Linked DNA regions of Mus musculus: all the other regions are linked to region 1. The links are chromatin contacts, called in public HiChIP or PLAC-seq and promoter capture Hi-C maps. All regions are on one chromosome and are shown on one strand. Each heading gives the region's core, a stretch centred on a gene start, on an enhancer-like site or on the middle of the called end of the contact. The rest is flanking DNA. Distances are from core to core; before and after follow the strand shown. Region 1 holds the start of Wwp1 (WW domain containing E3 ubiquitin protein ligase 1). Region 2 holds the start of Nkain3 (Na+/K+ transporting ATPase interacting 3). Region 3 holds the start of Prdm13 (PR domain containing 13).

Region 1 (4,184 bases), core at 545-3,044:
AAGTCTGTACACGCTCTGGAGAAAGGCAGGCCCCTGTGAAGAGCATTTTGAAGCAGCTAGTACATTTATTTACAGAGATCTTACAGGGGGGAAAAAAGGGTCCAGGAAATGTAAAGGCAACACAGTTTAAACACACAGCCAAGTGGACACATTCAGTAATCTCCTAGCACTACAAATAGCATATGAGCTTGAAGGTGCTCTGAAAAGCACGTTGTCATAAGACCTGTGGACAGGTTATTACTGTGCCCAATGACCTTAAGCATTAGAGTGACATGATGTTTGGTGTCCGCTGGAAACTTGACAGAATCTAGAATCACCTGGGAGATGGCCTATTGACATTGCCTTCAAAGGATTATCTTGCTTCTGGTAACTGAGGTGGGCAGGGCCATTCCATGGGCTATATGCAACAAAGGCATGATAAGCATGCCTCTCACTCTATTTCCTCACTTCTGGTTTATTGTGACCAGCTGCTTCAAGCTCCGGTCACTAGGTATGAGCCAGCGTAAACTCCATTTCCCTTAAGTTGTTTTGGACCAGTCATTTATCACAGCAAGAGGAATAGGTTGAAGAAAAGTAAAATTGTCATGTACATTTTTGAGAGATTTTTGTGCACCATAGGCATATGCCCCTAACTTATATGTAAAATTAGGGGCTAGTAACTAATGGACCAGAGTGGAAAAGAATGAACGTTTGTTCATTCAAGTGGTATTTACTGAGTCCTACAAATACTCATGGAGCCTTAGTGTTCTTCTTGGTAGACTACTTTTTTCTCTTCTTCAAAAGTTGCAGCAACAACGGAGTGAATCAGAAAGGTGGTTTAATGTTAACAAGATATTTAGAACAGAAATGTTACAAGGTGATTAGGCTGAGAACTTGTTACCTATGGAGTAGTGAAGTTAAAGGTGTCACAGGCAACAAGAAGCCAGGATTCGTGAACTTTTCTGACAAGAGAACTAGTCGGCTCTGGGGTGGGTTTAAATTAATTTGTGAGGTCTAGCTGAGGTGTTTGGCTAAATGTACTATTTATTCTGGAAGAACTTTTGTTCTTTCTCTGAAGTAGAATGGCGGGCCATATGGTGAGTAATGTGGTCATTACACTGCAGTGTGACCTTTCTCGCAATGTAAATTACCAACAGCTCTTTTCTAAACCAGTTGACTCATTGTGTCAAAGAGTCAAGAGACAGCTACCTTTCAGAATTACTGTGTCCATTAACTGTACGAAAAGGGATATATGCACTTGCTCAATCAGTAGTAGCTTTGTCCCTGGGCCACTGTGGTGCCAAGAGAAAGGAACAATTTCATTACCAACACAATGGTCTCGTGTGACTACCATTACTAATGGACCCTAAATCAAATATTAAAGCGAGGTCAAGGGGTTTTCCTTCGCAGCCTACTTTGGCTGCGAAAGCACGGACGTGCCTGGAGGGTCTTCCCTGAGGTTATGCAGGAAGCTCTGCAGCTGACTGAACAGACCAGGTAGCTGCTGTTCACAAGTCACCACCGGCTTCCCGGCGGCTGCCCCGCCCCCTTTCCGGCTCTGGCTCCACCTCCTCTCCCTTATTGGTTGGCGTGCCTCTCCGCCTGACCGCCTGGAAGACCCGGAGGAGCGGAGTGGCCCCTAGGCGGGCTGGGCGCGCGCTCGCTGCGCATGCTCGAGGGCAGCTGGATTCCCGGTCTGGACCAGAGGCTCAGAGCGGCCCCGGCGGGGAGGCGCGCCCGTGCGCGGCAGCGGCAGCGGAGTCGCGAGCACGCTGCGCGCTCCCGAGGAAGGGAGGTGTAGGCCGGGGTGGGTGGGGGGAGGGCCGGGTGTCGGCGCGCTTGGCGTGCGGGATCCGAGTGGCTGCGGGCGGCCTGAGCTGCCCGGCCGACGCCTGCTGCGAGATGGCGATCTTGGGCGCGGAGGGCTGAGGAGGCGCCGCCGCGGTGGCTGCGGGCCCCGGGAGCCGCAGCTTTGCGCGGGTAAGTACAGCGGGGCTCTGGAGGGCGGCCGGGCCGGAGTTCGCCGGGGTGGGGTCGCCGGGCTTGCCCCGAGCTGGCCCTGGCACCGGCCTGTGCGGGTGACACCGGAGCCCGGCGAAGTGGCTCGGTGACTGCAGTGCTCAGCCTCCTGACCGGCGGCTTGCTGGCGTCCCAGCTTCCCCGCCTCAGAACTGCTGCCCTGACTTTCACCCGGATCCCACCGGCGCGAGCCGGGACGCCAGCCTCAGAACGTCCTTTTCTGACACGTTTTTAGCATTCAGCTTTTTTTTTTTTTTCACTGACTCCGCACCTCCTCTCACCAACAATCTTAATCTCCACCTTTGGTGACCTGGTAGGTTCAAGTGACCTTGCAAAATTTTCTAATCCTCATCTCGTGATTTGGGTCCTTTTCCTTTAAATCTTCTTTTAAAATGTAGTATTGTTAGGATTTGGTACTTTGCCCGTCGCCTTTAGCCTTTACAGTCCTTAAATGATCAGTTTGTGGCTTAGGGCTGTATGGCTTTCTACTCATCGGTTTGGAGTTGTAAGTTCTTTTGCTCTAAGCGATTCCTCTTCATTATTACCAAAAAGAAGGTGTATCTATTATGCTTTTGAAATATTTTACTCGTCCACCATAAAATATTTCACAAATGTCTGTGTTTTCCCTGTTAATGTTTCATCTTTTTGTGTGCATAAAATTGAATTCCTCCCCCTAAAATGCCGCTACTTAGAGTTATGGAAAAAAATGCCAGAGTTACCTTCCCACTCCCCATTTGGTGTTTTTTTTACCCCTGATGAAATACCCTGTTCACAGTTGTCTGTAGGTTTCTGTAAGAGTTTTTGCTTATGTATAAATCCACTTAACATGTCTCACCAAGTCTGTATGTAACTGCTAGTAAAACTCTCCTTTTAAAAAAGACATTCTTTCATTTATCTAACTTCCTTGAGCCATAAAACTATGTGCTTAAGCTGACTGAAAATTACCATTTTTTAAATAACTAGTTAACATTTTAAATTCAAAGATAATGTCCAAGTGTTGGAGCTGTTGAAATTGAGATGCTTGAGAAATGTGACTTAGCTCTTTGAGACATAGATTATTAACATTTCCAAATAATTCTTCACGTAAAATGTAGAGCTGCTTTTAAGACACTGTACTTTTGAAACCCAGGGCATGGCTGATCAGGTCTCTTGCCTTCAAAGAGATGGTAATCTCTTGAGTTGGCTGAAATTTCTGTTACATCCTTGCACAATTATTAAGCATCAACTGCATGACAGTGAGGTATTTGGAGGTATATGTAGATCAAATGGTTAGCAGCTTCTGTCTTTGCAGGCTATGGAGGAGGTATGTGTGTTGGGTTATATACCGATGCTCCTTTTATGTCCCTGTGAATAAATGGCAGGATCTCACTACAAAGCCCAGTCTGGCCTTGAACTTGCCATCTTCCTGCCTCTGAGGTCATAGGTCTATGCCACCATGCCCAGAATACCTTTGTGTGCGTGTGTGTATGTTTCATAAATATATAAAATTGTCTCAAGTCGAGTTCAGAGAGGGTACTTCTTACATGAGTTAAGGGGTTTTGTATTTTGAGGACTCTGGACTGAAGGGTGGCATGAAGGATGACAAGAAGTCAACAAGGAACTGTAGTTCATGTAGAGGACTCTAAGAGGGTTTGGATGGAGTCTGCAGGATTTCGGATATAGGGTAAGAAAATTTGAAATAAAAACCAAGACCAGTAACAAGGTGGTTTTTCTTTCTTTAGTTTTGTTTTGGAACAGGTCTTGCTACGTAGATGTGACTGTTCTGGAACTTGCTTGCCCTGTGGATCAGGTTAGCCTTGAACTCAGAGATCTACCTATCTCCCTCTGCCTTCCCAGCCTTAGAATTAAAGGGTTCGCTACCACTCTTGGCCCAAGAGTTATTATTAAATTGAGATGAATTTCAGGTTACTAGACAGTGTGGGGCCCACAGGAGATTGTTGAGTTTAAGAAACAATTTTACACCTTGGCTTAGAAAAATTAATCTAGTGGCATTGTGTAGTATGAATTGAGGTAGGAGGAACCTGGAAATTCATAAATTACCCCAGGATTTCCATCATTACAGATAGCAGGGGTCTGACCAAGTGGAAAGGACAGGAAAGCAGGATAGAATTTGGCAATCAAGTTAAAGTTAAAATAATTGCCAAGATGACTCAGTGGGTAAAGGTGTTTGCTGCCAATCCTGGTGA
Region 2 (4,118 bases), core at 418-2,917, 1.1 Mb before region 1:
AGACTCAGAAATCCACCTGCCTCTGCCTCCCAAGTGCTGGGATTAAAGGTGTGCACCACCACTGCCCGGAGATGATGGATGTCTTAAAGTTAGGATAGAAAACAAAACAAAACAAAACAAAACAAAACAAACAAACAAACAAAAACCCCCACTTCTGACTACACTTGCCCCTTCTCACATGAATGAACAGGAGTTTCAAGAAACATTGTTTTTTGACTTTTTTTAATAGCCATTTGAGTTACTCTTTTGTACTTACTATAATTTCAGAGATGCCATGAGTAGATTTTTCCTTGGAACAATGTTGTCCACATTAGAAATAAAATGTATGTTGTAGGAATTACAAAGAGCAGGACATAAAATTGCAAGAGAAACAAAAATCCAAAACTAATGTCTGAATGGGTTAAATACATACTCTTGCCTTTTCTCTCTTTATAGACCAGGGTATCCTTGAACTCAGAGAGATCAGCCTACTTACGCCTCCAGAGTGCTAAGAGGCAAGAGACACTTGACCTAGCCTTCACTTTTTCTTAACTTATAAACCAAGAATCTACCAGGAGAGCAGCAATAGGTTAAAAACCGTGTTTCCAGCCTTGTTCCTCTTTGGACTCAATTTGTCAAGGGTTTATTTTTGATTCTTTTCTTTTCTTTTTCTTTTTCTTTTTCTTTCTTTTCTTTTCTTTTTTTTTCTTTTTCTTTTTTGGTTTTTCGACTTATTCCTGATTCTTGAGGAGTGATTTAGCTACAGAACTCCTGGGCTCTGCTCTGTTCATGTGAGGGTAGTCAGTTTCTTTAGAATTCGTGGAGAGTTTGTTTGGTATCTTAAGTAACTAGAATTAGGTTTTACTTCTAGGCTCCTCTCACTTTTTCTCTGTCCAACTTCTTATTTGTGTTTATTCTAGAAATATCTCATTATTATTAAAAGGCCCTGTCTTTTCCTTGTCAGTGTCTCTATGAAGACTCCCAAGGCACTCCAAATTAAAGCCTTAAGTCAGTTTGAGCAGTGTGTCTAGTCTCTGGGCTCTTGGGGGAACATTAAGCTCTGCTGTGACCCTAGGCAACTTTTCCTAGAAGATTCCAGCAGGGGCGCCTGGTGCGAAAAATGTCATCTCCGCTGACCTGGGACCCAGAGTCTTGGGTTGAGACCCTTATTGATTGAACCACCTCTTAGCGCCATGCCAGTGGCTCAGTCCACTGCCCTACCTTGGCCATTCATTATGTAGAGTGCTTTCACGTTGAGTTCCAAGTCTCTTGGTCCTTCCTCCCCACACACCAAACAGAACATGTACCTCTCCAGGGCAGCGTGGGTAAACCTAGCTCCAGGTTTTGCAGTAGCTTTCACCCACTCCTCACACCCAGAAAGAAAACCTACAGCTTATGACTCCACAATTGCTCCGTGAGCCTAGGCTTCAAATCCCTGGGGGCCTCCCAGATTCAAGCTCATTCACATTCAATCTCATCCTCCCACAGTCTCTTTCTCTCTCCCCAGACTCCTAACAAGACAAGACGATCCTCCCCAGAGGCGCTCTCTTTCATTCATCCCCTCCCAACTCACACACACACACACACACACACACACACACACACACACACACACACACACTCGCGTGAGCACACACTCTCACACACCGACCCAGACAGCCCACCGCACTTTCCAGACACCCACCTCCTGCATACTCCCCTCCCCTAAAAGACATTCACCCACTCACCAGCTGTAGCCTCTTCCATCCCCCGCCCTCCGCCCGGCTCCCCCTCCTCAAGAAGCCGACCCTCGCGCTAGGAGGTAGGGACCCCTGGCAGACGCACTGCACGGGCGCGCCGCGCTGACCTCCGCCCGCCCTGCACGCAGATTAACAAAGGCGACAGCGAGCCCCAGTCCGAAAGCAGAAAGCCGGCCGCGGGGTCCGGAGCCTGCGCCCGGTCAGTCGGGGAGAGAGCCGCGCGGGCTGCTCTGAAGTCGCAGGATACAGCCGGAGCTGCCAGATCTCTCTCAAGCGGCGCTGCTGGGACGCTGGCCGCACCATGGGCTGCTGCACCGGGCGCTGCTCGCTGGTCTGTCTCTGCGCACTGCAGCTGGTAAGTGCCCAGTGCGTCCGGGTCTGGAAACAGCCCGCTTTTCGGACTGGCTTGTAGGGCTCTGTCCCTGGATCCGAAGCTCCCGGCTAAAGACCGGTGAGCCGGCAGAGCGCATCAGAGGGATCCCCCACCCTCTCTGTCCCTTCCAGGTTATCTGTGCCTCCCGCCTGGTAGCTCTTGCCCGCAGGAGGGCGCGGTCTCACTTCTGGTCCCACGCGCTTGGGTTCACTGCGCCCCCACCCGGCATCGCCACGCGGTCGGGGGCAGCTGGGGTGGCGTTCCAGGAGAGAGCATTTTCCCCGCCCCTCTCTTGGACACCTAGCGTGTGCATCCTCTGCAATTCTGCTTAAGTTATGCCTGGGTTTGGAGCTTGCTCTTATTGGGACGGTTTTCTGGAGATAGGTTCTTGTTTGGTTAGAAGGTGCTTGAGGGCAGCTAGTTACTGAGAGAGCTACAATCTCACCTCTCTTTCAGTATCTGGAAGGCGATCGTAGAGGAGTGGAGTACTCCAGGAACATGTGGTTGTGCTTGGGAACCACAAGTTCAGCCTCTGCCTTTTCAGTTCCTCTTTTGATTTTCTTGAAATGCTGCGTGCTCAGGATGCGACGGACTGACAGCTGTCTTTGGGGAGTGAACAGAGCAAAGAAGGGAACCCGGCTTCTGTTTGGCTTGGCCCCTTGCCCAGGGAGTGAGTGGAATAGGAAGTTGGAAATCAGGGTGCAAAGATAAAAGACCTTTCTGATTCTATGCAAATACTCTGGGTCCTATTGTCATTAGGATTGATTCTGTGGTCTGTTTCGTGGTTACCAGAAGTCAAGGCTGCAATCTCCTGTGCTAGACTTTTGTGAGTGAGATTCATAGTCTTTTTTTTTTTTTTCCCTCCTAGTTCAGGGAGCAGACCTTGTAGGCTCCCCGCGGCACTTCCTTTCTTTGAAGCATTGCGTTTGTTTTGTCAGAACCCACAAAGGTGTAAGTTGTGTATTTTGACAAGGCTTTCAGAGAACTTTACCTAATGGTGATAGCTCTAGCAGGGCTCATTAACGGGAAGAAGTAATAATGAGGCTCAGTAGTTAGTCCTTGTTCACTGGAGGTTTTTAAACATTCTCACTTTTCCAGTTTCCCCCCAAAGCTTCACTGTATATGTGCTTATTCTTCTGTAATCATACACGCAAAACAGATAAATCCGGAAGACTATTGGATAGCCTATTCCACAATGTGTTTGAAATAACAATAATTTAAAACTTACACATGAGCATGATATTTTTTTTCTTTAGCTGGGGTGAAAACCCTCAAAAGAAAGCTTACATACTGATTTTTTTAAAAAGTGAACTCGGCTTTTAAATTAAAAAAAAAAAGGAATAAATTCGGTCAACTCTTGTTTCTCTAAGGCACACTGGATTGTGTGACCTGTAAAGGCATACTTTAGTGTTACATTCATATTGCACGTAAGGGTTTCACACAATCATAATTCAATTCACCAATTTCACTAATTTGCCCATGAGGAACTCATAGAGTTTTTTTTTTCCCCCCAAAGTAAGTTGTAGTATGGTAGAGGTGGAGACACGATCATACGAATTTCATAACTGGATCCTAACCAAAAGAAAGTATATGTGTTGTCTAGGTAAGAGTTTCTACCTCTATGATAAGACACTAACACACAAATCCATAACACAGTCTGTCATCAACATGAGGGTGGGAACTCAAGACAGGAATCTGAAAGCAGAGCCTGAATCAGACACCTTGGGGAGTGGGAGTGATGCTTACTGGGTTACTCCTGTGATTTTCTCAGCCTGCTTTCTTATTCAAGTCCAGAGCAGCCAGTCCAGAGGTGTCACCCCTCACAGTGCGCTGGACCTTCCCACATCAATCAGTAACTAAGAGAATGTGCAGGATAAGCTGGCAGGGGTGTTCACCCATCTGAGGTTTTTCTCTTCTGAAATGACTCCAACTTGTGTTGAGTTGACAAGACAAACTAGCCAGCATTCTTCTCTACCACATTATTAAATTAGTGCATGATAGCATAGTTCTTATAAAGAATAGTACTG
Region 3 (3,966 bases), core at 909-3,408, 2.0 Mb before region 1:
CACAGGACAGAATAAAACTCGGCGAGCTGGTGTGAATGCCTCTGGCGCAGTCTCTTTCTTCTCTCGGAGCTGGGAACCAGTCACAATTGGCTATATTAATAAATAACTTTCCTCACAGTCGGCCTTTACATGGTCCTATTGATAAAATTGTTCGCGTGTCGTTCACGCTTTTTCACTGGTTAAGAAGGGCTAGGGAGGCGCCCCGAACCCAGGCACTGCGCTCGCCCCCTTCTCGCTCTCAGTGCCGGATAGTTAAACTAGGTGTCATCCGGAGTAGCCAGGCCAGAGGTTAGAGGGACATGTTCATGGCTTAAATTTATTGCCCTGGACTCATCGGAAAGGCTTCCTCAGCCGCCCCCCTCCACTTCCCTCCCCCCTCCCCGGTTTTGCCATTCATAGGCCCCCGAGATCAAAGGCTCTCTTCTATCTCTGGAGGATAGCCTTCTTTACCGTCAGAGAAGCAATTGGAAGGTTGAGCGTGAAACTTAGAGGTTGCCATCTTAGAAACTAGTTTCCGGCAAGGCTCTGTGTAGTCACAAAAGGCATGGCTATTCAAGTCCCACCAAGAGGTTCTCTCCTGTCTCACGCAGGTGTACCTACATAGACCTGGGAGTGGACACCGAGTCTGTCTTCTTTGTGTCCCTGCGTGGCCTTGTCTTCATTTGCGTAGACCTGAGACCTTTGACCTGGCCTGGCTTTCCCATTGATGTAAACAACGAATTCTGTGACTTTCATAATGCCACTGGTATGCACTTTGCACTTATCCAACAAACTGGGGTGAACAGCAGAAAGGGAGGCAAGGAACCCTTTGTATCCACCATTCCCACTTTTCAGGTCTGGAGAACCAGGCTCCAAGGAATTCAGAAAAGGTATCTCGAGTCTTGTGAGCACAAGTTTCCAACAGAGGGCAGCTTAATAAGCGACTTTAAGGGCCCTCTTCAAACTTGCAACAGAGTTGTTACTTTGCTCCCCTGACATCCGGTAGCCAGAGCCTCTCCAGGTTCTGGCGGGATAACTGCAACTTCTTGGTCAAGGCCACAGGGAGGAAGCAGTGAGCGCTTTGCTCAGGGTCCTCTGTTCTACTTTCTGTGAGCACTGGATGAAGTGGGGGGTGGGAACAAGATGGGGGTGAGGACACCACAGCATTGGGGCCTCTGCAGGAGTTTCTTGGTGGCTCCAGTAATGGCAGCGTGGGGTTTGGGGAAAGGTGCCCAGGATTGACCCAAATACCCTCTAGGGCACTCCTTTCCCCGTTGGGAGACGGAGAGATGACTTTGGTGGTGGTGGTTTGCTTTAAAAATAAGGTTTAAAACAATATCCTTTTGGTTATGGAGAAATTAGTGTCAGGACTTTCTAACCACCCCCCCCCCCATTTCAACTTAAAGCAAAACAAGGTTTGAATTGATTGCCGGTGGGAAGACGTGATTAATAATCCCGAAGGAGAACTTCCCAGGTCTTCAACGCTGCAGCTCCATCCGCAGAGCAGATCTCCTACGAAGCTGTTGGCTTTGTGGCCGCTTCCTACTCTCAGAGAAAGTGTGGACCCTGAGTGCTACAGGGAGATGGAGACGTAATACTCAGTTGGCTTTCGCCCTCTCAAATACTTCTGGTGGTTTCATATTTGGGGGTAGATCGAGGTCTAGGAAAGAACTAAAGCGGTTCTAAACTGTGGACTGGCCTGAACCCAATCCCTGAAATGGTACTATGGTCGTTATTTAAAAAGTGTAGGTATTTTCTGGTGTTTTCCCATCAAGTACCTGCCTAATTTCTGTATGGCACACGCCAGAAATCAATAGAAGTTAACAAGTCCTCCAAACAGTCCCCGTCCCTTTGTTTAATCTCCTTTACAATAAAGCCAAGGGGAGAGAATTAAGAATCTTTGAAGTAGACCAAGGCTCAAAGGAATCAGCCAAGTAGACTTAAAGTAGTCACTTATTTCCCAAAACTGGTTTGTCGGTGAACAATAAAAGGAAGTAAAATTTATGGAGAAATTATACAGTGGATTTGTCACTTAAAATATCGTAACTGTCTCAGGGACAATACCCCATGCTGAGGATTAATGGTCCCGCCGGACCTTTGATTCACCAGCGCCTTTTCTTCGCCCTTGACAAATTGGATTTTTAGGAATGGGAAGGTCGCCTGGACCATTGTGTGCTAGCCATTCAGAGGCCTCGATTATGCAGGGGGCTGAGGGAACCACTCCATGTGACCCTCTCGGGTGGGACTCTGCAGCTGCTTCACAGCGCAACTCTCTCACCAAACTCCGCGCCCTTGCGCTCGCAGTGCCAAAAGGCGCCCGCCCGGATTGAAAAGGCGCAGTGCATGCCCGCCCACGTCACTCCGCGGACAGAAGACGCACGTCGGGGTGCGGGTCCCTCCTCTGCATGCGGCTGCTCCTGGTTCTGTCACTTGCGCCCCGTGGAGGACCCCGCGAGCCCCAGCGTCTGCCTGGCGGCGGTGGCAACAATGCACGGAACTTCTCGCACTTCGGCCACCAGCGTGAACGCTGACTGCTGCATCCCGGCTGGCTTGCGCCTTGGGCCGGTGCCTGGCACCTTCAAGCTGGGCAAGTACCTGTCAGATCGCAGGGAACCAGGGCCCAAGAAAAAGGTACTGGGCCATTCTGGATCTCCGTCCCTTGCCTCTCACCTCCTATTTCCCTGATCCAGAAAAAGGGGTAGAGACGAGCAGCAGAGAAAAGGGATACCTGATAAATCTGCAGGACAGAATTATCTGATTATCCTTAGCAAGTCTGATAACTGAGCTGGACGTGGGGCCGGCTAACGGGAGGGCAGAGCTAAGCTGGAACAGACCTTAGTGCGCCAGGGTCTGTAGGTATGGGGGGCCTCTGGGAACCGGTGATTTCTCAGCGCTCCAGGATGTCCTCAGCAAGGTGATGGAGACTCCTAGCTCCCACCTCAGTCTTTGCCTTCCTTGCAAAGGTACCATTTTCGTTGTAGTCATAGGACGGAGAGGACTTTTCTCCTCTTCTCTTTACTAATATGAAGCTTACATTTTTGTTTTAAACAATTTAATTCCATTTCACCGAAGAGATAGTCCTTGGGAGGCTCTTAGATCTGGGAATATATCCCCACTCAAACCCCTTTTGCTTGTAGGTTTGTGTAGGAGATGGAGAGGGGATGAGCAAGGTGATTAATTTTGATGTCTGTTGAGAGGTAGGGGAGCCCACCCTCGAAAGAACACCTAGTTAAACCTTGTGGCTGGCTCTTAGAGTCTGAGGCCCCAGGTACAACTCTCCCACTCTGACCCCCCTAACCTCAACACACCCCCAGGATCCCTGACCAGAGAGGGAAAGTAAAGACTCTTGATCGCAGCGGGTGGGGTGGGGGGCGCTTTAGTAGCCAAGGACTGGCAGACAGCAACCAGGGAATGAAATGGAACGCTTGTTTAAAAGAGAAAGACCTTGGTTTTAGTAACCTCCTAGAGCTTTCTTATAAGAAGTATCTTTCATAGGAGGAGCAGGGCCAGCATCTTTCTCCGGTGCTAGAAAGCCCGGTGTCTCTCATCCCAGGCAACACCGGGTTTTGAAGCTCACCACGCCTCTCTCTTTAAACGCAATTTAATTGCTTTTAAATGGCCTGCTAGCTGCAGGCAAAATTTCTCCGTGCTCGCTTTGTTCTGAGCATCTCACTGCTGAGTTCACTTGCAGCCTAGTACGGTACTAGAGAATCGGGAGGCTGAGAAACAGGGTAGGAGTACTGCATCAGGCTTCAGGACCTGCTTGAACTTAGAAACCACTTCTCTCTCAGTGTTAAGGATCCCAGAACATCACTTAGGGAAGAGCTGGTGAGTTTTGCAATAAGATGCATCCTGGAGCTCTGAGAGGACGCTTTTTCCAGCTGGTGTTTCCAAGGTGTGTGTGTGTGTGTGTGTGTGTGTGTGTGTGTGTGTGTGTGTGCTGCTGTTGTTGTTGTTGTTGGTGGTGGTGGTGATACTGTCTACTAT

What was found. Promoter capture Hi-C pulls out the DNA fragments that hold promoters and counts their contacts. HiChIP or PLAC-seq counts read pairs in DNA pulled down with a chosen protein or histone mark.
Region 2: a contact with region 1 is called in an H3K4me3 HiChIP or PLAC-seq map of forebrain, with 5 times the contacts expected there. The contact joins the promoter of Nkain3 here to the promoter of Wwp1 in region 1. A contact is called at or near these places in 4 of 39 promoter capture datasets (cranial neural crest, frontonasal cranial neural crest, hippocampal neurons and 1 more), 1 of 484 Hi-C or Micro-C datasets (uterus) and 3 of 115 datasets of contacts at active chromatin or transcription factors (astrocytes, embryonic stem cells and forebrain).
Region 3: a contact with region 1 is called in a promoter capture Hi-C map of embryonic stem cells, with 6 times the contacts expected there. The contact joins the promoter of Prdm13 here to the promoter of Wwp1 in region 1. A contact is called at or near these places in 7 of 39 promoter capture datasets (cranial neural crest, embryonic stem cells, hippocampal neurons and 3 more), 1 of 15 datasets of contacts at CTCF or cohesin (large pre-B cells), 1 of 484 Hi-C or Micro-C datasets (CD4 T cells), 5 of 115 datasets of contacts at active chromatin or transcription factors (astrocytes, embryonic forebrain, large pre-B cells and 2 more) and 1 of 9 other capture datasets (adipose tissue).

The regions. Positions count from the first base shown.
Region 1 is chr4:19,706,614-19,710,797 of GRCm38.p6, reverse strand. Wwp1 (WW domain containing E3 ubiquitin protein ligase 1) reads left to right here and starts at 1,794. Exons shown (of 25, transcript NM_177327.5): 1 at 1,794-1,959.
Region 2 is chr4:20,776,217-20,780,334 of GRCm38.p6, reverse strand. It overlaps Nkain3 (Na+/K+ transporting ATPase interacting 3), which reads left to right and starts at 1,667. Exons shown (of 6, transcript NM_001290410.1): 1 at 1,667-2,073. The coding sequence starts at 2,020.
Region 3 is chr4:21,684,155-21,688,120 of GRCm38.p6, reverse strand. Prdm13 (PR domain containing 13) reads left to right here and starts at 2,158. Exons shown (of 4, transcript NM_001080771.1): 1 at 2,158-2,610. The coding sequence starts at 2,323.